Linked DNA regions of Mus musculus: region 2 is linked to region 1. Evidence: chromatin contacts called from public HiChIP or PLAC-seq data. All regions are on one chromosome and are shown on one strand. Each heading gives the region's core, a stretch centred on a gene start, on an enhancer-like site or on the middle of the called end of the contact. The rest is flanking DNA. Distances are from core to core; before and after follow the strand shown. Region 1 overlaps Srgap2 (SLIT-ROBO Rho GTPase activating protein 2). Region 2 overlaps Ctse (cathepsin E).

Region 1 (5,039 bases), core at 1,767-4,266:
TTATTTATTTATTTATTTATTTATTTAATTTGTTTGTTTAGTGATGTGTGTGTGTGTGTGTGTGTGTTCATGCAATTGCATGCATATGTACTGGTGTGTGTGTGTGTGGAAATCAGAGGACAACTTGCAGGAGGTGTTTCTCTGTCTTCAGCATGTGGGACCTGCAGACTGAATTTAGGTTATCAAGCTTTGTAGAAGGTGCCTGTACAGGCTGAATCATCTAAGAGGCCCATTGTGGTTAAATTATGATTCAGAGAGCTTTTAGGCTGCCTTCTTTTCTTATTACTGATGTATAGGTAGTCTTTATATACTCTGGCTGTTGATGATTATTGGTTGAAATACCTTCTGTCAGAGTTTATCTTCTTTTTATTGAATTCATTAATGTGTGAGTAATGTAAATTTTTTATACAACTAAATTGTCTAACCTCTTTATAGCATGAATTTGTTCAAAACATATATACATGCATATTTTTCCTATTCTGAAATTATAATATACTTGTATTTTCTTTTAAGAGTTTTAAAGAGTATTACTTGTCATATATCTTTGTTGAATACACCAGGAATTAATTTTTGTAAATGCTGTGAGCTAGGGATCTAACTTTATTTTATATTCAATATGAATGTTTGTCTTACCTTCATAATCCTTTCTCTCCACTGATCTGTAATAGTCACCTATGTGCTTACTTCAGATTTATACAGATTTGTGGACAAGACCAATTCTCCATTATGCTGAAGTAGTATTGCCCCCTGAATGGATATAAGGTGTCGCTGTTTGTTAAGGGACTCAAATGTTTTCTCTCCTACAGTAGACAACACTGGGCTGACACCACTGACACAGAATAGCTCTGCAATTATGGTACTGTATGTGGCATCTATTTACTATTTTGTTTAAATTTTTTTCATTTAATGAGTATGGGTATTTTGTTTTCATGTATGGATATGTGTCATGTATGTGCCTGGTACCCATGAATTCCCCTGGAACAGGAGATACAGTTGACTGTTAACTGCCCAGGTCTTCTGAAATAGCAACCAGTGCTTTTAACCACTGATCCATCTTTTCAACCCTTGTTTAATTTTTAAAGATAGAGCCTTCATTATTCAGTCAGGTTAGCCTGAAACTCACTCTGTAGACCTAGCCCATGATATATTTTTTTTGTTTGTATGTATATATAGTTGTGTGTGTGTATGGGGGGGAGGATGTATGTATGTTATATACATACCTATGGAGGCCAAAGGTTGACAATGAATGTTTTTCTTGACCATTCTTGATCTTTTAGCTCTTATTTATTGAGGTAGGGACTCTCACTGATTGGCTTTTCTAGCTAATTAGCTTGCTCTGTGTGGATATCCCATTTCTGCCTCTCAAATACTAGGATTATAGATGGGACATGAGGCCTCACTGATATTTACATAGGCACTGGGGATCTGAACTCCAGTTCCCATGTATGTGTGCTTTATCTATTGATTCTTACTTTCAATCTACTACTTAAGAATTTATTTGAAGAACTTATACATTTTAAAAATTGAAATCTGGCATCATTCATTTATTCATTGTGTGTGGGTCTATATGTGTGCGCATACATACATACCATGTGGGTATGCATATACATGTGGAGGCCAGAGTCATGTCAGACATTGTTCCTCAGGTACCATTTACCTTAACTTTTTGAGACAGGATCCCTCACTTTCTAGGGCTACACGATTAGGCTAGGTTGCAAAGCTGGGTAGGCTGTGGCTAGCAAACCTCATGCCTCTGCCTTGATAGTCTAGTGCTGAGATTACAAGTGTCAGACACACTTCCTTACAGAGGTTTTGGGGATCATGCTTGCATGGTAAATGCTTTACTGACTGAACAATCTCTCCTGACTCCCCTGCCTTTTGGGGGGCGGGCAAGGTTTTGTGTGGTCTAGGCTGGCCTCAAACTCACTATATAGCTGAGTTTAACCCCCAGCCTTTGAGTGCTGGGAGTACAGATGTGTACTACCACACTTGAACATTTTTTTTTCTTGTTATTGTGAGACAGAATCTCACTAAACAACAACCCAAGTTGGCTTCTTAAACTGTTCAGCTCAACTTGATCTCAAACTTGTAATCCTCTTGCTCATGTTGCCCAAGGGCTGAAATTACATTATATCCAGCTTAGACTACTATTTTAGCAGATTTTACTTTGGAATGTTTTTAGTTATTTTTACTGTCAAGGGTCTTCTCTCTCATTTTGGGTTAGATAGAAAGGCTAAGAAGTCAGGTTCTAGCAGTGAGGGGACAGTGTACTTTTAAAAATTGAAATAAAAGTGTTGTTTTGTGTCTGTATGTGACTTGGTGACTGCCTGTCAGTAGTTCTATGTATATAGCCTTTGCCATAATAATTATTATATAGCTCCTATAATATCAGGTTATCTAGAATTTTGTTCTTTTCCTCTGTATTGTGTAAATCAGGGAAGGAAAACAACTTGCATATAAGAAAAGTAATTAAAAAAATTAACCCACAGAAATACAAGATATGACGTCAGCCTGGGATGACTAAAAATGAGTGATGTTGATAAGCACTTGAGGAATTCTGAGATGGGAGAGGTGTTGGCCATAGTGAATAAGATCTTCGTTTGTGGAGTGGGACTTGGTTAAGCTGAGAGTAGGAGGGAAGAACAGAGGCTGTGTGTCTTCCCTTAGTGGCATTCCCATAGCCCTCTGTGTGCTCACCACTCCTGCCTCACTTCCTACACTCTGATACAATGATGGTTTTATGTACTCTCACCCCCTCTCATTTCTCTCTTTTAGACACACATTCTGTATTAGAAAACTTATGAGTTATATTGGATGGCGAGCAGTGGGTGCCTTTCATTTCAGCATTCCCAGCATCCAGAACCATGTTTGCATATGGTAGGCACCCAGCAAGTGTGCCTGGCTGGATGAGTTGAGTCATCAACAGGAGTAAGATCAGGCTGGGCTCTGTACTTGGGCAGTGGAGAACAATGGAGACAGTCAGAGCTGAGGAGTAGTGTGATGATGATGTTGCATTTCAGGTCTCCTTGGTTGCTCTGGGCAGCCTGGCTGGCCAGGGAAGGGAGGGGAAGGCCTGCTTCTGTCCATACAGGGCATACTAGTTAGTCTGTGTTGGGCCCTGCCCTTGGTGCTACAAGTCTTTTGCTAGCAATGAGTTCTTGGAGCCACTGATGAGCAAAGTGTGATTCCTGATTGATAGTTGATTTGCAGTCCAGTGGGGGTTGCACTGCAGGTCAACTCTGAAGCCTTGTTTGTTTTTTAACCCTTGATACTACGTTTGACCATACTATGTGGGAAGATGGAACAGTGAGCTGTGGGGTGGGGACTAAGGGTGGGAAAACAGTCAAGGATGCCTGAAGTTTCTAGCTTGAGAGAAGCAGAGACCATGGCAGAAAGAGACAGAGGAAGAAATGCTGCAGTTGCTAAGAAAATGAACACTATTTTAGACATCCTGACTTTGAGGTGACACAGTGACAGTGCCACCTTCAGTCCCTTCATTAAAACTGTCATTTTCCTTTCTTCTAAATTGGGGATGTTGCAGAGAAACCTGCAAAAGAGATGACACCTCCTGTACTTGTCAAACACCTGACCTAATTTGCAGCTTCTTTACATTTCAGCCTGAGAAGTGTTCTCTCTTGAAGAGGATTTCATTTTGTGTTTGTGTTTGGGATTAAGTAGCATTTTCTTTCCCAGTGCTTTGTAGAGGAAGAGCACAACTAACCAAAGGAAAGGAAAACTTTGAGTTCTGAGCTGCCCTGCCTTGAGAGTTATTTAAAAGCTTCTTCAGAAAGTCAGCCGGGAGCTTAAGAGAAGTCAAGTCAAGCCCTGTTACCACCTGAGTGCCTATGGTCCAACTACAGATCTGGATAAGGACCAAGTTATTTTAAAGGCACTCCAGGGAGTGTTGGGAGAGGCTGAGTTCAGCAAAACATGCCTGGGTGGTGCTAGTCTTGTTTCTGGGTGTGGAGGCAGGAGTGGCTAATCACCTTAATTTTAATAAATCTGGGATGGTGAGATGATTCTCTGATAGAGGATTTGATTAGAGATTGTAAAGTATGATTTGCTGAAAGAGGGGATCATGCTAAAGATATTAATAGAAAAATACATTTCAGGTATTAATAGTTGAACTTAATGTATTTTGTCATCATCTCCAGAGCTTTTGAATTATTAGTGTTATTTTTTTGTTTGTTTTGTTTTGAATGAAGTGGCTTGTAGTATCTCTTGATCTACTTGTTGTTGGATCCTAGGAGACTATAGGAGTTTACCCCCTTCCTTCTTGTGAGTAACAAAGCTGGCTGGGCTGGGAATGCCAAACCAGAGTTCAGAAACACAATAAAACAAACAGCTAGAGGTTGAAAGGTTTGGGTATCAGAGGGAGTGTCATTAGATGCACTTACGCCCCTCCATAAATCTCAAACATTACCTGGCCTCAGCTTTGCCAGCCACAGGAATTGTAGCCACAGTATCTACAATTAGGGGTTGTTGTGTTGATTCTGTGAGATTATGCTTATATAGGTGTATGAATTTCTATAATTCAGGCTTTGTAAATTACACAGCTCCAACAAACATGAATTATGGCTTTATTTGCTATTACAGAAGAGTGTGGATAGTCTCTTGGTGTTTGTTTTACTGGGGCTTGACCTATATAGCACTGTCTCAAGGATGTTTGTTAATGTGAATCACCTATTGCTTTCTGGGCCATATCTGAAATGACATGCTATGTTTTGGTGAACTCCTTTTGTACCGCCCCAGTTTAAGGTTGCTCTTACACAATTTGGGTGAAATTACTGAATATACATATTCTGTCTTGGAAACAAAACAGTGAATTGGGCAGGGTATACACTGGGAACATGACTTAGCTGGTAAGTATGTGATTAATAATGTACCTTTGGCCTAAGTGTTGGTTTGGGCCTCAGTATATGATGGCCAAATGATAACTAGCCAGTCAACCAAGTCCAGCATGTTGGGGAACCTATTGGCTTCTGTTCATGCTTGAAGAGTGACTATGCCAATGCTATGCTAGTTAATTAACAACATGA
Region 2 (5,120 bases), core at 321-2,820, 160 kb before region 1:
CTGCCAAGTTCACTTACTGCATGCTGGGCTGGTGCAGTACACAGAAGGGACCCAGAGGTTGGATGAACCGGTGTCAAAGATGACAGTGAAGTTCTGCGGCGGGGTGCCGATGGAGATGGTGCCAAAGTATTCCATCTGTAGGGAAGAGAGAGAGAGAGAGTGTGTGGGTGGAGTGGAGGGGAAGGGCACTAAATCATGAAGTACCACAAGCTACAATCTACAGAGCCCAGAAGAGGCAAGGCTGGAGGCAAAGGATGGAAGGAACAGAGCAAGGACCACCAGGGAGGAAACTGAGGATAGCCCAGGAAACTTGGGTCCATCCTTCTCTCATTATCCTGATCCTCACGATGTCATCAGGGACCTGGAGGTGTGGCAAACCAAGTTCTTTGCCCAGAGGAATAGCTAGTAAAATGCCCAGCTGGGCACACAGTAGGGGTCTTTCTTTTTGGAACACATATCATACTTATCTCTTTCCTCTTGAAGAAAGCTCTGCATACTGGGTCATTTAGAAGCCTGCTTTACAGAGTAGATAGAGACTGGGGGACTGTCTGAATCCTCCAAGCAAACAAATCCATGCCTGATCATAATGCCACCAATGCAGCACTGGCCCCTGCTGAAGGCCCCAGCCTTCCTCCCTACACCCAGTGTCCTCAGGCTTCAATTTGAGAAATCTTACATCCAGGTAGTTGATGAGGGGTTCATTGACACTCGAATACACATTACAGGACTCGCTGAGTCGGGTCATGTCCAAGTTATGAGACCTCCAGAATTCTGAGAGCTGTCCTTGGGCCCGTAGTTTCTTCCGAAGGGACTGATGTCTTCTGAGGGGCACTCTGGAGAAAGATCAGGAAATAAAGGGGCATTTATAAATAAAGGCTCCCATTGCCTCTATACCTGTTCAGAGCCTGACTACAGCAAGACCCAGGAGGGAACCTTCAAGACCAGAAGCAGCAATGGCTTTGTCTTGCAGACTCAGAATTTGGGTAGAAATGGCTTTCCCTCCTGGGCACTGGCCTTTTGAGATTTTCTAGGGAATGGGAGGTCAGACACAGTCTATAGTCTGATCATAAAGGGCTGACTTAAAGGGATGGAAGGACCCTGTGGATAGCAGTGCTCAGGCCCCCTTGGGAAAGTATTTGAAGGCTTGGAGTCACAAATCACATCTATGGAGCACACCTTTGAACAACAGAGGGGGAGTCCCTTGAGCTGAGGCAGGCACCTACACTGGAAGGAGAGGCCTGGGGAATCTTCTCTAGGGATTCCTGAGAGATCCCGGTTTCTTCTTTTCATTTCCTCATTAGCTTTCCTCCCCCGGGGCAGCCCTGGGTTGGGGTTGGGGGATGCCTCAATTGAACTTAGTGCTGGAGACAGGGCCTTACCTGTGCAGAGCACCTTGGGCCTGAGCCAGATCCAGGAGCAGCAGCAGCAGCAGCACAAGGAGGGGCTTCATTGTGGTCCAAGGGGTAGCTTCTCTCTCACTCTGCTCCGATCTCCCTTCCACCCTTCTCTCCTCTTGATCACAGGGCAGGGGCACTGGCTCTTCCTGGTGCCCAGACCTGCCCTGCCCAGTCTGAGGACCCAATGATAAGGTCTGGAGTCAATAGCCATGCCCAGAGTAAACACTATGTGTAATAGGACGTCCCTTGTCTGCCCCTGGGTCCCTTTCTTATGCTTGGGGAGCTAAGGGCAAAACCTCTGTGTGTGTGTGTGTGTGTGTGTGTGTGTGTGTGTGTGTGTGTGTGTATACACTCTCTGAAAATGAGGGTGTTGAGGTCTCAGCTTCTTTCAAGTTCTTTGGGCATGCAACATTGACTGTAAGAAACCCCATGTTTATTGTCTAGGTGTGCAAAAGTGAATGAGGGTCCCACCTTGTTGAACTGCTACTATGAATGTTCAGTTGAAGACTCGAGAAGGGCAGAAGCCAAAATGATATAAGTGTAGCATGATTGTGGCTCAAAACATTAGCCAGGCTTTTGTTCTCATATTTCATATTCTCCCTGCATTCCTCCAGAGGCTCTCAAAGCAACTTGTCTTACTCAGAGCAAACCAGTGCTTGCTCACCACAGGTCCTGGAGTGGGACAGTCTGGCTATTGATTTGCGGGGCAAGCTTTCCTGATTCTGGAAACCTGACGGATCTGGCTCTGGGGTTTGTATGGAAGGGAGTGAGGAGGCAAGGGAGGAGCCGAGACTGGAGCAAGTCTGTGTTGGTGTACCAGGGCTGCCATAACAATGTACCACAAGTCAGTGGCTTAAGCAGCATCTACTGTCTCATGATCCTAGAGGTTGGAAAGTCAAGTTTTCTTACCATCAACCCCACCCTGTGATTTTCCTTCTTCAACTTTCCTGACTTAAGAGAGGTAGGGGTGACAGGACGGAAAACCTTCTTGCCCCATCTTCTTAGTCAATGGCTTCTGAGCTGGGATGGGAACACCAGTCCCCCCAGGGAGCTCTGGTAATAAAATAATGGGGTGCCTGGGTTAGGGTTATCGCTGTCTGTGCCAGTTAGTGTTATGGCAAAGTGCCTGCACCTTGCCTTTTATCTCTGATGCCAGAGAAGCCAAAATTGGGTCTGAAGCCAGGCCGAACCTGTTGTGAGATCCAAATTATTGAAGAAACACCCAAAAAAGGAGGGAAATGCAAAACTGACTTTCCTTGTCCCCAAAGCCACCACACCTCTCTAGCATTTACGTTTCCTGGGAGCCCATCCTCTGACTGCCCACAAGGGTGAGGGGCCTGTCTGCTCCCTGAAGAACAGCACGCTGGAGGGGGGCTCGTCACTTGTCCAGAACCAAGCTCTGTCATGGTTGCTCACAGTTGCCTGACCAGACACCTCAGCAACAGCATCTGGGTTTTTAGGAAGGTTAAGTGCAAAAAACAAGGAATGTGGACACACTGAAAACACTTTAACACATCCCATGGTCAGGATACGGTCACTGAGAAAACCTTGGGCTGGAAGAGTGCCTCCAGGTCCTCAAGACCAATCCACTTGCACAGCAGATGGGAACATGGTCAGCGAGAGCTCAAGTGATCTCCAATGGCACAGGTCATTAGGGCTGGGCTAGGGTGACCCAGGCTTCTTAACTGCTAGTCCAGGGCTCTTTCTGCATACATCACTGAGCTATTGATGCCAGCATACCTAAGCCTCTCCTTCTCCATCTCTGACCTTGCCCCATCTGTTTATTAAATGTGTAGGGTTAGGTTAGACCATGTTTAAATGAGACCTGGGCAACTATGAGTTACTTGACCCTGAGGAGGAAGACTCAGTCTGCCTGTCTGTTAATAGGGTCTGCTGAGCTTGGGAAAGTCTGAGAAAGATTGATAGCAGGCCTGTAGGGACTTTTATCAGAGCTGATGGGCTCTGTCCTTTCTGGAAACACCAGGAACCTCACCTAACCTGGCTCACTGGATCCTCCCAGACTGAAACGGAAAACTACTGTGGACCATTGTTAAGGATGGTGCGAGCCATTTCTGGATCAAAAGCCCCTAAGCATTTGAGGGTCTATGTGTGTGTGAGACCTCTGGGAAAAATCATAGAGAACATTAGAAATTGGCACATGGGGCAAAGGACACAATGTAGGCAGCCATCCAGTCTCAGCACGTGCAAAGGAGCCTCGACAAGAGGGCTCTCCAGGAATGGCTGGCTGCATGCAGAGGTTTGACAGTTCCCAGAATGTGGGGAAGCTGTTGGTGGTGACACGTGACATTACCTAATTAGCTTCTCTTTTTATAGTTTCAGATTGACAAGGATAAAATAATGACAGGGGCAGCTGCACAGTGCTATATGGGAGTCAGCTGGTCTGGTGTGGGATACATGCTGGCTCCTTATGGCAGGGAGCTACACTCCAGGAGCCCCTGTCTCCATCTCTGGCAATAGCATCAGCTCAAAATGACCCTGACAAGGAGTTAAGAAAATGTCCTAACCTCTTTCTGCTCAGAGCCGAGGGATAAAGGAAAATCCACTGTGCAGTAGGTGGCAAGGCATAGAGAGACTGGCCCAGGATGCTTGGATCCACCTAGTTTTGCCCTAACTGACCACCTGGCCATAAAGCAATTTCTTTCAGAACTTCATGTCCTCATGTCTAAAATGAAGAGGTTAAATTGAATAATGAGAACAAGAGACAGTGGGGAGGGCGTAGCTGTGTCTCAGATGCTATGTTAAAGGACTTAGAAGTATTTCTTCAGACCTCACGCCAATCCTTCGAGGATATTTAAAGCCGTTTCACACGTGAGGAAATGGAGACCCAGGATGGCTCCCGTGCCAGTGCTGTAACCCCATTCCAAACCCAGGTTGGCCTAACTTTAAAGCTGATGTTCCTAACCATGGCACTGTACTAAAGGATCCAGAGTAGGGGTTCTTAACCCCTTTAGGAGCCATACATCTGCATATCAGATATTTACGTTGTAATTCATAACACCATGATTTCTAACAGCAGGAAAATTACAATTATGAAATGATAATGAAAAAGAATTTTATGGTTGGGGGTCACCACAACACAAGAAACTATATTAAGGGGTCCCAACATTAGGGAGGTTGAGAACCACTCTTCTAGAGGGTCTTATGTTCTAGAACCCCTTTCTGAAAGAGGGAGATAGAGAAGCTAAAGAAAGAGGGAGAGATTAATTTCTGCCATGGCAGATGTTTTGCAAGGTTGGAAGAATAAAAGGTATGTACAGGGCCTGGTGTGGTAACAAATGTTCTCATTCACGTTCATAAAGATGTGCTTGTTCTTTGAGACATGGTCTCACTGCATACCCAAGGTACCCAGTATGTGTCTCCTCATTATGTGTTTTTAAAACTATTCTTTGTCTTGCCTTCAATAAAATGCTCAGGAAGACTCACTACTGTATTTCTTGTAGGTGCAAAAATTACATCTGCAAACCTCTCTGAATTATGAAAAAAGCAAAACTACTCCTTCATCTGTCTAATGCAGAAACAGAGAACTTGGCAGGAAACACATTTTTTGCACAGCTTTGTTTTCTTTGTTTTTTTTTCCCAAGACGCCCATTCTCGTGCAACTGGAAATCAGAAGACTCTGACCTCCCCAGCATCTCCCCATGTCACGAACTCAGTCAATTTGAGTTATTACTACAACCACCACCAGTTGTATTCTGGGACATT

The links. HiChIP or PLAC-seq counts read pairs in DNA pulled down with a chosen protein or histone mark.
Region 2: a contact with region 1 is called in an HNF4G HiChIP or PLAC-seq map of pancreatic cancer cells. The contact joins two enhancer-like sites. A contact is called at or near these places in 1 of 115 datasets of contacts at active chromatin or transcription factors (pancreatic cancer cells) and 3 of 9 other capture datasets (adipose tissue, liver and pancreatic islet).

The regions. Positions count from the first base shown.
Region 1 is chr1:131,504,413-131,509,451 of GRCm38.p6, reverse strand. The region is part of intron 2 of Srgap2 (SLIT-ROBO Rho GTPase activating protein 2); the gene reads left to right. Among named protein-coding and RNA genes, the nearest start is that of Srgap2, 20 kb to the left of the region's middle. Within about 2 kb of position 3,016, at least 35 of the 459 cell types and tissues checked have an H3K27ac peak or open chromatin away from gene starts, as enhancers often do. A contact at or near this core is called in pancreatic cancer cells, where this site is marked.
Region 2 is chr1:131,658,326-131,663,445 of GRCm38.p6, reverse strand. It overlaps Ctse (cathepsin E), which reads right to left. Exons shown (of 10, transcript NM_007799.3): 2 at 1,380-1,570; 3 at 677-833; 4 at 18-135. The coding sequence starts at 1,450. Among named protein-coding and RNA genes, the nearest start is that of Ctse, 23 kb to the right of the region's middle. Within about 2 kb of position 1,570, at least 8 of the 459 cell types and tissues checked have an H3K27ac peak or open chromatin away from gene starts, as enhancers often do. A contact at or near this core is called in pancreatic cancer cells, where this site is marked.